3 separate regions of the Mus musculus genome follow, and regions 1 and 2 are each linked to region 3. The links are chromatin contacts, called in public promoter capture Hi-C maps. All regions are on one chromosome and are shown on one strand. Each heading gives the region's core, a stretch centred on a gene start, on an enhancer-like site or on the middle of the called end of the contact. The rest is flanking DNA. Distances are from core to core; before and after follow the strand shown. Region 1 holds the start of Hyls1 (HYLS1, centriolar and ciliogenesis associated). Region 2 holds the start of Srpr (signal recognition particle receptor ('docking protein')). Region 3 holds the start of Ncapd3 (non-SMC condensin II complex, subunit D3).

Region 1 (4,681 bases), core at 1,624-4,123, 8.5 Mb before region 3:
GGGCTAAGAAGAAGGTTCGCACAAGGGGACACTGGGAAACAATGCTGAAAGGTACTGTAGACTGTCTGGGTTGTAAGGATCCCAGCAAGCGTCACGGCTTACAGGAAAAAGATTCGTGCGAAGTAAGAAGGGACTTAGGCTATTTCAAACATTCAGAGTCTGATCCTGAGCTGTTTAATTTTGAGATATTTAAATATGGTAAAACTTTAGAAACAAGCTTCCTCATGATTATCACAACAAATCTTAAGGCTGAAACTCCCTTGCAAATGTGTTTTGCAGAGCACCTTCCAAAGGAATGAAGTTTATTTTATTTATTTTTTTTATTAGATATTTTCTTTACATTTCAAATGTTATCCCCTTTCCTAGTTCCCCTCTGAAAATCTTCTATCCCCTTGCCCCTCCCCCTGCTCCCCAACCCACCCACTCCCCCTTCCTGGCCCTGGTATTCCCCTATATTGGGGCATAGAACCTTCACAGGACCAAGGGCCTCTCCTCCCATTGATGACCGACTAGGCCATCCTCTGCTACATTTGCAGCTAGAGTCCTTCCATGTGTTTTCTTTGACTGGTGGTTTAGTCCCAGGGAGGAATGAGTTCTATTGACTGAGAAACAACGCTTAGGATAAAGGTCTAGGAGGAAGGGTTTATAACAAGTATGGTATCAACACTCTTTTAAAAAGTGTATGAGACCTCTTTCATAAGGATGGGTTCTACTGACTGAAAGACAACTCTCAGGAGTTGGGGAATTCATGCGGAGGCTAGTTCCACAGAACAGCAAAAGATCAGCATGTTATCTGCCTCTCTGTCTCTCTGCTTCCCAGCTACCACAAGATGAGCAGCTGTGTTCTGCTCCCTCTACTTCTACCCACCGTGATATTCTGCCCAACCATCACCTAAGAACAGTAGCCCTAAATGAGCATGAGCTCAAACTTGGAACCACAATAAATCTGTCCTCCATTTCAGTGTCTCTATTAAGTCACAGCAACAGAATGCTAACACACACCTCAAATACAATGTGCTCAAAGCTTAACTCTACCTCACCCAAAAAAGTCTTTTTCCAGTATCTCCTGTTCGAGAAAAGAACATTCAGCTGCACCAGCCAGAAATCTATGAACTAAGAAACCACACTTGATCTCTCACACCTCAGCCTTATAAAATATGTGTTCTGGTCATAGACACAAAATATATCTGTCTTTCCCCTTCTTAATATCCTGGCCATTACCATCCTAGCCTACGTACCACAACCTATGCCTCGAATATGCAATTATGTCTCATTCAGATTTTACATAAAATTGTGCATTCCTCTAATCCATTATTCTCAAGGAAAGAAAATAATTTCAAGAATAAACCTGAGTATTTCATAGCATGCCCCAATTCTGCTTCAGATACCCAGTTCCATAGTTCTTTGGCTAAAGTCAGATTTGCTCCCATTGGCCTACATGACCTACCTCTTAAGCTCATCTCTACTGCCTACCTTTGTTCTGTTTCTCAAATCTGAGTCTGCCATCTGCCTACATCAAGGCCAGCCTGGGCTACATGGCAAGCTCCTAACTTTGAGGTATAGAAATGAAGCTGAATGTCCAAAAGTAGGTAAGAAAATGAATCATCTAACCTTGCTTAAGACACATTAGCTGGAGGTTCCATGCTAAAGGAAATTCCATACAAGCATTACATGAAAGCAGGATATTTGTCCTAAGAATGTGTGTAATAAAGTAGTGTCACATTGTCCATCAAGGGGTAGTCATTCAGTTTTCATAAATTCTTAACTGCCTCAGAGGTAGAGCAAGGGCCCTGATTAAAAAGCTAAGTAGGCAAGTGATAAGAGGCAGAGGCAGGTGGATTTCTGAGTTTGAGGCCAGCCTGGTCTACAAAGTAAATTCCAGGACAGCCAGGGATATACAGAGAAACCCTGTCTCAAAAAGCAAAAAAAAAAAAAAAAAACCTCAACAAAAAAAGAATTGTTTGGAAGATTTAAGCATTCTAGCATTTGAGGGGTGGGGGTACGTATGAGTGCTCTGTCTGATGAACACCCGCTCCCAGAAGAGAGCATAAGATCCCTTTATGAGCCAACCATGTGCAACTATGTGATTACTAGGAATTGAACTCAGGACCTATGGAAGAGCAACCCGTGCTCTTAACCCCAGAGCTATCTTAACAACCCAGCTTTCTATATATTAAGAAATAAACACCTATTTGTATTTGATGTAGAAAGTTAAAGTACGGGGGATGGGGGCCTCTTTTCCGATCTTACCCTCAGTAGTCCCCAAAGCACTAGGGTCCCTTTTTTTTTCTTTGTAAGTACACAAATCATTGTAAACGTCAGACATACATGTAATATTTTTATTATACTATTTTGTTAACAGTACGCTAGAAAAGGAGGGCAATAATAGTGCGTTCTGGAAGAGTGCATACCGTGCCGCGGGGACCGCTGCAGCTGGAATTGGTCGGGCGGTCCTATCGCGGGTTGCAGTGGAGACCGACTCACGAGCCGGGCCAGCCACGCCCCAGAACCCTCCCCTCCGCTACCCTCCGACGCCGCCGGCCACAGCCAAGAGCGGCTGCGGCACGGAGCAGGGCCAGCCCGTTGCCTAACCGCCAGACTAACACCCACACGACCAAGAAACAGATTCCGCGCCACGGTCCGGCGGGTTCCCACTTCAGCTCCACGCCCCAAACCCCGCTTCCGGGCCCGAGGTTGGGGAGGGCTTAGAGAAAATGTGCACCAATCGTTATGTAGACGTGGAGAACGTCTGGCCTCTGGACCAACGAGAGAGATGGTGGGCGGAGCCAAAGGCGTGGGCTCTCTTCGGGATTTAAACTTGAACAGCGGACCGTTAACGACTACGCTGAACGTGGAGGTGTCGTGCGCCTGCGCGAGTGGGAAACAGCGTTCCGGGGTGAGCCGCGACTGCTAGACCCTGGGCAGCGGCGGCCGAGGCTGGTGAGGATCACGGAGCCGGAGCGGTGGACCTTTCCTGGGACAGGGTGCAGCGGAGCCCACGCTCTTTCCCTCGGCCGCTGCGCGTGGATTCGCGTTTTCTTCCCTGCCAGGTTCTGGCGTTCAAGGTAAATCTCGGCAGCGTTGCTCGGGACGTCTTTAACTCGCAGCCCGAGCACAGGCCGCCCAAGCCCCTGCAGGTCACAATGTAATGTACACCTTGCCTGCGCCACTTTTGCCCGGTGGGCAAGCGAGTGGACAGAGCCCTCCCTGCCAGCATGGAAACGGGGACGGGTCCCTGGGGAAGTCGAGCTCACGGCACGCCCGTGGCCAGATGGTGCGACTGGTGGTGTTATTGTTGGAAGAGCAGGGAAGTAGCCTCAGGTTTGGGTTACACCTTCCGTGGATTCAAGTGTACAGCCGGCTTGCTTAGGATTTAGGATAGCAAGTAAAACTGAAGGAACCCCTCTGGGTGATCTTACCCCAGAAAGAGTGAGAAAACCCGTATAAAAACTATACAATACAAACAAAAATATCACTGTGCCCTTTCTTTCAAGTTGGCTAGGTTTTTTCAGTGTGCAGTGCTGATGAAAGTGAAAATAGAGGCACTCTAACGCGTGTGTTGAGGTAATAATCAGTTTTTCTAGAGAGCAGTTTGTCATTCAATTTAGAAGTTAAATTGCACCATAATTTCAGTTATAGCCAAATACAGGAATTTAAAGGGTTAAAAATCCCACCCCACCCCCCAGCCCTGAATCTTTTTACTGTAACTAGGTAATCCTGGAGCATTAAACTGTTTGAGGGTTTTTTGTTTTTAAGGGAAAGGTAATTTTAGTCACTATTACCCATATTTATCCTCGATATATAAGATGGCTTAGCTTGTGAGATCGTTGTAAGCAAAGGAACTGAGTATAACCTATAAACATGAGAAGTTGCATTTCACTTGTAAGCATCTACATATTTGAGGTGTAAAAATGAAGGGGACATAATTTGAACACAAAGGAACAGGACTTTATCACTGTAAGGATGCCATTAAAAATCATCTTGGCTTTAGTCTAAAATCACCCCAGGCCAACTCCAGAAGAGATATATACATGTCTCAATTAAACTTCAAAACCTTTTGAAGTAATTCCACTTTTTAAGTGAAGTAAGCTTTATTCCCTACTTTACATTTTTCTAACATTCAGTCCTACTTTGGAGTTTGTATAAATATTCTCTCTCTGAAGTAATTTTGTAAAAATACCTTTAGGAGCTTCTCATTGACTGCTTCTGTGATGACAACCAAGAAGCTAACTGAACCCATTTTCTTTTATATTCATCCCCAGACAACCTCTTAAGAGGATTTGCCTCAGCCTTGAACTCTTGCTTCTATAGACTCCAGAGTGTAACTAACACCCTTCAGTTAGGGCTCCCCCACCCCACTCCTGCCCCAATGTACTGTGCTTTAGAAATGACTTTTTAAATAAGAATGTTTCTTAAAGTCAGTTTTTCTTTTCTAGGTTTCCTTTTTGTTAACTCAAATACAGCCAGTCAAGGAAAAACAAAATAAGGTAAGAAACTGCTCTGAGGCTCAGAGTTGGGATCCCAGTGCCCAATGGACGCCTTACAAATACCTCGAATTTCAGCTCCAAGGACTCAAAAGATGCCTTCTCCTGACCTCCATGAACACTTGAACTCACACACACACACACACAAAACTCTTCAGAATTTTAAAAATTCAAAGACAAAGCAGTCCTTTTTAAGA
Region 2 (4,367 bases), core at 1,238-3,737, 8.2 Mb before region 3:
AGAGCCCAGGATATACCCTGGCAACATTATTTGAGACCTTAGAAAAACCCACATATAGTTCATTCCTCTCTCAAATCCAGATATACCCTCCAGATGTTTCCTTCCCAATTTCTGGCCAATGGTGATCTTCACTCTGACCTTTATGCATCTTACCAAGTTGATATCTTCAGAAAGGGCTGCCTCTGGAGTTCCATTGGTGGTGGGAGTACTGTAATCCAAGACTTCCTTGTTAGCACAGCCACCTAGTTCCCACACCCGGGGTGCTTTTTTGCCCTTCTCCTTTGGAGTATCTGACTTTGTAGATTTACTGCAAAGGATGACATAGGAAGGAACATGAGAGGAGAGTCCCCTGGCCCCAGCACAGCTGGGTAACAGTCACCAGAGACAGGGTAACAGTGCTGACCTGGATTTGTCCAGACCCTTGCCATGCTTCTGAATGAACTCCTCTCTCTTCCTACGGATCAGCTCCTCTTTGGAAAGTTCTCCATTCTCAGGTCCCGCTGAGAGACCTGACTTTTCTGCAGGGGCTGTTTTGCTAGTAGCCAAAGTGCCATCAGAACCTGTTAAAAGAAACCTCACTGGAGGAAAAGAAACATAAATCCCAACCACCCAGGTAATAACTACAGTTCTTCCAAATCCTAAAGAGCAACTTGGACCAAACACCTTGGAGACTACAATGCCTCAAGGGAGTGATAGGGTGGTGAGCATTAAGTTAAAGGAGGCTAGCAATGTCAAAGAGTACCACAGAGTTTTATAATACTATGCTAACATCTTGTATGCCCTAGCAGGGTCAGGAAACTCAAACACACCTTCCTTTTTGGCCCCCCTTTTTTTGTTGTTTTTTGCTTTTTCCTTGGTCTTTTCCCCCCGTGTTTCAATCATGGACCTCACAGGTTTCTTAGCTTTTTCAGAATCTTCAAATTTCTTCATGGTAGTGGGAGCACGGATCTTACTGCTCTCCTCTGCTTCACTAAAGAGAAAAGAGACTAGTTGGTCTTTCTACCCATACAAGAGGACAACTCTGACTTAAGAAAAAGATCCCACATATCAAAAGGACTATAAGAAACAAGCTACAAAATGTGACTGGTTTGAACCCATGTAAATATTGATGCGCCACCGACAGGCAGGCACTCTTAAATCATGAAAATTTTCCCTTTGAACGGAGGAAAGCCTCTCACCGAAGGAGCCGCAGGAAGTCATTTTGGAAATCAAATGTGCCATTCAATAGACTTAAAGCACTCTGTTGTTGGATCTCTGTGCGATACTTATCCCGGAACAGTCGGTGCACATCATCTATCAACTTGTCTACATAGGTCAGCGTGAGGATCTTCTGAAAGCCAACCTGTTTATGGAAGGAGACGGAGCCAATAGATCTCCTTACATGCCAGCCCAGAATGGAAGGAAGCCAACTCAACCCAAGCCTCCAGAGATAGGTTTCCTGCCCCGGGAGAGCCAAGCTTACAATCTTACCCAGAAGTCGCTTGCTTTCTCCCCTCCACATTCCTAACTTTTTTCTATCACTTTATCACATACACAATACCCACAATTAATTAGGTTCATCAGTGGGGATGCTGTTGAGAACATAACTTGTCTTTCTAACATACCCCCACTTACCACAAACACCAGCTCAAACTGGTTGTCCAGTTTATACTTGAGTGTGAGAGCCTCATGAGTGAAAGAGTTGTTACCGCCCCGTTCCTGGAAAAAGAGCGTTTCAGCAGTCAGGCTACATCCACAGCAAAACCAGACTTTGGACTACGTTTGGGAAATAACCAGATATAATCCTGCCCTCAACAAGGGAGTTCTGGGACATTTCTAGCACCCCGTGAGAAAAAAAGACAGACAGACAGACACCAGGTAAGGACAAGGGGTAAAGCTGGGACAGGAGACAGGACACGTGGGAGCCAGGAAGTAAACAGTCATATATAAACAATCAGATCTTCTAGCAGCTGTGAACCATCTACTGTTCCTGAAAGGTGTTCTCGCATCCACAGTTTCACCCAACGTCAAAACAGCAGAAAACCACGCTGCTCGGATGAGTGGAGAGGGAGTTCGAGTCCATTAGGACGCCAGAACGTGGCTAGAGCCCCGGAAACGGGAGGAGTGGGGGGCGTCGCAAAGTTTCGGGATACTGTGATCCAGGCAAGGAAGTCGATCCTGGGTGGCCGGTAACCGACCAGTTTGAGGAGATCAGAACGGAAAGTGCGGAGTGACTACTGGAAAGGGGACCACAGTCTGGGTCTGAGGGACGACAGCCCGGAGTTCTGCCCCGCGGGGGTGGTACCTGCAGCAGTACGGAACGAATCAACGCGTTGACGGGCCCGGTGCACGAGTCGCTCACGCCCTGGAAACACCAGAGCACAAGCCCGCCCTTCGAGAAGATGGTGAAGAAGTCAAGCATGACGGAAGCGGGAGAAGACTTGAGGCCGAGACCGGGGCCGGGAACTCGGGCCGCGTCCGCCGCCGCCGCTTCCTGCTGCGCCAAGCGCGGGACACGTCACACCAGCAGCCCCCGGAAACCGGTTCAGCCGCACTTCCGCTACGAGCCTCCGTGGTCCCGCCCCTTTCCCGCTCAGGGCGCGCGAGATGACGTAGACTCAAGCCTGACCAATAGCACACAGGGGCGGGACTCCAGAGGCGATAGCTCCCCTATAGCGTGGAGGGGTGGAGCCTGAAGAGCACTGCCGGCTAATCGGCGCGTTCGTGTCTATTCCCCGTGGCGCGGACCGATGACAGGAAGGACAGAGTCGGCTTGAGGGGAACCCACCTCAAGCTGAAAGAAGCCGGGCTCTAAGGCCATGTTTCGCAGAGCGCTGCGTCTTGGCTTGGGCCCGGGCCTCCCATACCGGGGGCTACGCACACGCAAAGGAGGCTTTACTCTGGGTAAAGCTGAGGGCAGCAGTGGTTCTGGGGAGCCCAAACCCTCCATAGATGTGACCTTCAAGGTTCGACCCCCTGCCTCGTGCGGGCGGGACAGCGAGTTAGCTGGGGGAAGGGGTAGGCTTGCCTACTAAAGGTCAAAGAGCCGAGGCAAGTGTATGGCTCTCAAGGAGGCACTTCCCAGTGGACAATGCCATATAAATGGAAGCTTGCTGGCGATGATGGATAAGGATAAGAAACCATTACAAAGGTGCCCGGCTTTAGAAGGCTGTGCAGTATGAAGTATACTAGGGACTCGTTCCCTGGGCCTGGCATATCTGAGAATGGGGTTCAGGAGGGAGAGAGATCTGCAAGAGCTAAATAATGTGAGTCACATCTCGCTTGATGGGGAAACAGAAAGTAATTTCAGGAAGTTGAATCTTCCAGTGTTAGAGATCCATGATATTGGGGCCTGGTGGGACAAAGACCAAACAACAAAGTTCTAACAATACTGCTGCATATGAGTTGATCTTATGAGAAAGGATGACATTGGAGGTGTGGCAATCCAAATGCCTATTTCAGCCCCCCTTTTCCTGTACCCATCCTCCAACCCCCAACCACGCAGAAAAGAACATAAGTCATCTAACTGTAACTATGTCCTGCAGACTGGGATGCAAAGGTGTCTGACTTTAAGAAGAAGGTTGATTCCATCCTGCCTGGAAAGAAATATGAAGTGCTGTATGACACCAGCCACCTGCCCCCAGAACAGGCGGATGTGGTCATCATAGGAGGTGGGATTCTTGGTCTGTCTGTGGCCTTTTGGCTGAAGAAGCTGGAGAGTAGAAGAGGTGCCATTCGGGTGCTGGTGGTGGAGCAGGACCACACGGTGAGGTCAGGGAGTAAGGGCAGTCATCTTATTGAGGACACAGACTGTGGCATTGAGGGCAGGGACTGTGCTTTGGACTTTGGAGCTTAAGAAATAGTTCCAGGCTCTTCCTCCCTCAACAAAGACCCGCAGCAATAACATTGTTTTGTTGGGGAAGGGGAAGAGACTTTGCTACTGTTGTTTAATCTCTTTGGAGATGGGGTTTCAATATATGGCTGAAGCTGGCCCTGAACTCAGCATTTTCCATTCTGTGCCTCCCAAGTGCTCCGATTACACGTGCTCCAGAACATTTACCCATACTTGCTCCTTGAAAAATGATTCCCCTTTGCATTTAAATGTATAACTGACAGCTTCCATTGCAGGATTCCATTATATATTACATCATGACAGTCTACGTCGGTTTTTCTTTTCACAGTATTCACGGGCTTCCTCCACAGGGCCTTCTGTGGGCGGGATTTGGCAGCAGTTTTCCGTGCCTGAGAATGTCCAGCTCTCACTCTTTTCAATCAACTTTCTCCGGAACATAAATGTATGTACAGTAAGATTTGAAGGCTGGGGTGGGAGTCCCTTCTTTAGCCCAGAGATCAGTAGCCTAGCTGGTAAGGGGAACCAAGGAGAAGAG
Region 3 (4,513 bases), core at 426-2,925:
ATTCGGACATCTAATGAAGTCTTCAAGAGAACTGTCTTAGTCAGGGTTTCTATTCCTGGACAAAAAGCATCATGATCAAGAAGCAGTTCGGGAGGAAAGGGTTTATTCAGCCTAAATTTCCACACTGCTGTTCATCACCAAAGGAAGTCAGGACTGGAACCCAAGCAAGTCAAAAAGCAGGAGCTGATGCAGAGGCCATGGAGGGATGTTCTTTACTGGCTTGCTTCTCCTGGCTTGCTCAGCCTGCTCTCTTATAGAACCAAGACTACCAGCCCAGAGATGACACCACCCATAAGGGGACCTCCCCACTTTATCACTAATTGAGAAAATGCCTTACAATTGGATCTCATGGAGGCATTTTCCCAACTGAGACTCCTTTCTCTGTGATAACTCCAGCCTGTGTCAAGCTGACACACAAAACCAGCCGGTACAAGAACCATCTAGCTGAATTTATGATCACAAATTCTAAGAAAAAAAAAATCAACCTGAACATTGAGATTGTCTGTTTAAAACCACCTGGGGAATAGACTTAGGACTCCAGCAAGACTAGGTAGAACAAAGGTGACAGATGGAGATAACTGAGGCACTAGCACTATTAAAGGCCAATTATTAGCTTTTCATGTTGCTGCTGCTATTGTTATTATCACTGAGACACTCCTATTATTATTGTTTTATTATTATTATTATTGAGACTGGTTTAAATTCATTTGTGTGGCCCAGGATGGTCTTGAACTCATGGCAATCCTCCAGCCTCGACCTCCCGCATGCTAGAACAGTTTAGCTCTCTTTTCTACCAATTACTCGTCTGGACTCAGATCCCACCGTAAGTTTGGCTGGCCTTCACCCGGGCAGATTGTCACAATCCTGGGGCTCACGGTCAGTGCAGAGACCAGGGCTTCCCCTTCCCCCACCCCTACCCCTACCCTCACCGAGACGCAAGCTTGGATACATTAGGCGGAACAAAACACCCCAAGCCCCGAACCCAGAACCCGCGGCTGCGTTTCCTCACCGAGGCTGAGACCCAGCGGACACCAAGGCTGCAAGTTTTCTCCAAGATCCTGCAGCGCCATTCCGACCGTGGACGTACCGGCTCGCCGTCGCTCCCGCGCGCGCTCTGAGACGTTTTGGCGGACCAGTCACAACGTTCGGGATTTACAATCGACCAATCACCGCGCTGAGCCGTGTTCGTAACCCAAGCCAATGGGCTGGGTCGCCCACTGCGTGCGCATAAGTGGGCGGGGCAAAGACTGGAAGTTAAACAAGGCTAGCGAGGACTTTTTCTTTTTCCCTTAGCATTCCAGTTAATGTTGGGGTCAGGACGTCACTAGTGTTTTTCTTACCGTCATATCGTTCTTACACGGCAGGGAACCTAGAGGCCAGCGGGGACAGCATACTTCCTGTAGTAGCGGTCACATTTGCCCCTTCCGGTGACACTGAGCGTGCATGGGAAAGGCACCTCATCCCGTCAGACAGCACGCAAGCGTTGCTCGTATTCAAATGTGAAGAGTAGCCTGGCGTTTATCAGGCTAAGAAGGAAGAGAAATGCAACCGGAATATTACAAGGAGGCACTTGCAGTGCTAGGACTTGACGGAACATCTGGGCCCGAGTTCTACTGGAGAGAGGCCAGAGCCGCCATGTAAACAAAGCGCCCTTTGGCACTGCACATGCGCAGATGAGCGCACCCCTTGACGGCCTGGAGGGGGTAGGGAAAGCGAGGGGGGGGGGGGGGAGAGAAGACGTGCGCGTGCGCGTGGCATCATCTTCGCATCCGGGCCGGAGTTCTCCTGCCCCTTCCCCCGCCCGGCGCCGCCGTAGCACTTCGGTGCGTTACGCCGCGGGAGTCCAGGCAGTTCTGTGTGTGCGGCTGGGCGCTGGACCCCACCCGGTGGGCGACGAGACGCGCGTGCTTGGCGCCTTTCCTCCCAGGGCCCTAGTCGCTGCACCGCCAGGATCTGCGTTGGTACTGTGTCTGGCCTCTCGGTGCATCGCTGCTCTGGGCGCCGCAACCCGCAGCCGACCTCCTTCCTCCGCCCTGCCTCACCCCAGGGGCGCAGGCCATCGGCGATCGCCCACCGCCCAGCTCAGAGCGAGCGGGGCTGCGGTGCAGCGTCCAGCGCGTTCCCGCAGCCGGCCCTCCGGCCTGCCTTCCCCGAAGGCAGCTCGCGCCTGGGAGGGAGGGAGCAGTCTGTGCCGACACCGGCGCGGCCAGGCGGGGAGATGAGCTTCTTCGGCTTCGGGCAGAGCGTGGAGGTGGAAATCTTGCTGAATGATGCGGAGAGTAGGAAGCGAGCGGAGCACAAGACTGAGGACGGGAAGAAGGAGAAATATTTCCTCTTCTACGACGGGGAAACCGTCTCGGGGAAAGTGAGCCTATCACTGAAGAACCCCAACAAGCGACTAGAGCACCAGGGCATCAAGATCGAGTTCATTGGGCAGATCGGTGAGTCTATTCCCTGGGACCTTCCCAAAACCGGGACGTCAGCCTGCCCCTGGACTCGAGTGTGGGACGGGCTGGGAGCAGAGATTTTCAGTGCCCAGCTCCTGCGAGGCCTGCGACAGGTTCTTTTCAACTGTAATCTAAAGCCTGAGATTCACCCACGAGTCCCGCCCGTGGGCGACTCCCCCATGCATTCATTACCTTCTTCCGTGCCAAAAGTGACAGCGTGCTGCTGGGGAGGTGGGGACAGCCTAGATAGGGTAGGGAGCCCTCTGCTGTATGGTCGGATGCTCACCTGGTGCTTGGATATCCCCATTGTCTCTGCAGTATGCTTCCAGCTTTGCTTCTAGTAACCGGGATTTCATAGTGTGGTAGACAGTATCCTGCAGGTGGGTTTGACAGCTACAGCTGTCAGATCCAATCCAAAGTTAAGCAGTGACCCCACCCACCTATCCATCATCCCTCCTCCCCCTTTAAAATACAGTGCAGTGGACCGGGCTCATAAATTCCGTCTATCTATCTCACCTCCATTCTGTATTACATTGCATGTGCATGTTTTGAATACCTGTAACCTGCCTCTTTCTGACTGCCTCTATTTCTCAAACTTCCTTAGTACCATGCTGGTATTTAGTTGTCTGATTTTCTCCTTAAAGTCAAAGAAGTGATGCTGCAAAGACTATAATTAAATGATCAAAAATTTGCAGTGCTCAATAGTCACCTTCAAATATTGTTAGTTCTAATAGAACTAGATAGACAAGGGAAGGCGGTAAAACAAAATATTTGGGGAGCCAGGTGAGAGGTGAGTTTGGTGGCACATGCCTTAAATTGCAGCACTTGGGAGGCTGAGACAGGTAGATCTCTGAGTTGAAGGCCAGCCTGGTTCACATAGTGAGTTCTAGGCCAGCTGCCATTGCATAGTGAGACCCTGTTTCAAAATAAAACAAAACCCCACGAAGATTTGGGGAGCTGCCCATCATGACTGGCTTGTCACCCAGTCTAAGTATTTGGAGTCTTTTGTGTCATCAAAGTGCTTGGGTACTTCAAAAAATAAAACATTCGTATCATGAAGTCACCAGTAGGTTGTGCCCTGTGGATAATGAACACCAATCAGAAAATCCCTACCCTGTATCCCCTACTGCACATATGGACACTGATTTTAGCCACTTGCTTGGGACAGCTTGCTAAGTTCACATGCTAAGAGTTGAGCATACATCTCATCTGTTTGTTCCCTTTTGCCAGGGCATCCCCTCACACAGTCGTGCCTTGCGGTATCGCTGTGTATCCCAAGGTGGATGAAGCCAGTCCTAGTAAAGAATCACAGGTCAGATTATATACATTATATCCATCCAAAGCACTCTATATAAGCATGATATATGAAGCAGTCAGTACTTGCCGACTGAGAATTGGCATTTTAAGTAGGAGTTTTAAAGTGACTACTACATCAGTACTTTTGCTCTGTAATACCAGTAAAAATAGGTATGTTTTGGTTTTTGTCTATCCCATCAACTCCCTGATTATGAATAACTCAAAAGCGTCCCTGCCTCACTCCGGCAGATGAAATGAGCCATTGTAGAAGGAAAGCATGCCTAAGTCTCTTTCAGTTTAAATACAAGGTAGCCAAAGAGGCAGTTTGCTGCAATTGCCCCACCTGCTCTCTTGCCTAACTCCTTCATTCCCAGATTGTCATAACCTCACTGAATTTTCTTGAAACCTTTTATTGCTTCTTGGGATAATTTTCCCTGGGACCTTGGCACTCTGACCTGATGGGGACTCAGCTTTGTCAGCTGTAAATCAAGTATCTTAAAGTCACCTGGTAATTGAGATTGGGAGGCCGTGTCTCATGTCTCAGCTAGAGGGTTCCTTTATAGAGGTGAGAGTCGTCACTGCCATTTCACAAAGTGAATTTGAGCCAGTGATTCAGGCTTCCCACTAGGCTTCCTATGTTCTCCCCAGCTAGCTTGCCATGTGGACTTGTACAGAGAACAGTTTTCAGCCTCCAAGCATTTACTTCTGCCACGTGAGCTTTCACACAGCTAGCAGTGGGTGTGGTGCTTAAAGTAGATAGTTCAAGTTTA

What was found. Promoter capture Hi-C pulls out the DNA fragments that hold promoters and counts their contacts.
Region 1: a contact with region 3 is called in a promoter capture Hi-C map of pre-B cells. The contact joins the promoter of Hyls1 here to the promoter of Ncapd3 in region 3. A contact is called at or near these places in 1 of 39 promoter capture datasets (pre-B cells) and 2 of 484 Hi-C or Micro-C datasets (CD4 T cells and CD8 T cells).
Region 2: a contact with region 3 is called in a promoter capture Hi-C map of pre-B cells, with 3 times the contacts expected there. The contact joins the promoter of Srpr here to the promoter of Ncapd3 in region 3. A contact is called at or near these places in 2 of 39 promoter capture datasets (pre-B cells and second pharyngeal arch cranial neural crest) and 2 of 484 Hi-C or Micro-C datasets (CD4 T cells and CD8 T cells).

What each region holds. Positions count from the first base shown.
Region 1 is chr9:35,568,261-35,572,941 of GRCm38.p6, reverse strand. It overlaps Hyls1 (HYLS1, centriolar and ciliogenesis associated), which reads left to right and starts at 2,873. Exons shown (of 4, transcript NM_029762.1): 1 at 2,873-3,065; 2 at 4,437-4,487.
Region 2 is chr9:35,209,323-35,213,689 of GRCm38.p6, reverse strand. Srpr (signal recognition particle receptor ('docking protein')) reads right to left here and starts at 2,487. Exons shown (of 14, transcript NM_026130.1): 1 at 2,285-2,487; 2 at 1,615-1,698; 3 at 1,179-1,342; 4 at 810-970; 5 at 404-560; 6 at 154-307. The coding sequence starts at 2,401. Foxred1 (FAD-dependent oxidoreductase domain containing 1) reads left to right here and starts at 2,635. Exons shown (of 11, transcript NM_001291448.1): 1 at 2,635-2,883; 2 at 3,525-3,745; 3 at 4,161-4,274. The coding sequence starts at 2,799.
Region 3 is chr9:27,027,327-27,031,839 of GRCm38.p6, reverse strand. Ncapd3 (non-SMC condensin II complex, subunit D3) reads right to left here and starts at 1,675. Exons shown (of 36, transcript NM_178113.4): 1 at 1,341-1,675; 2 at 1,010-1,217. The coding sequence starts at 1,070. It overlaps Vps26b (VPS26 retromer complex component B), which reads left to right and starts at 1,746. Exons shown (of 6, transcript NM_178027.4): 1 at 1,746-2,441. The coding sequence starts at 2,219.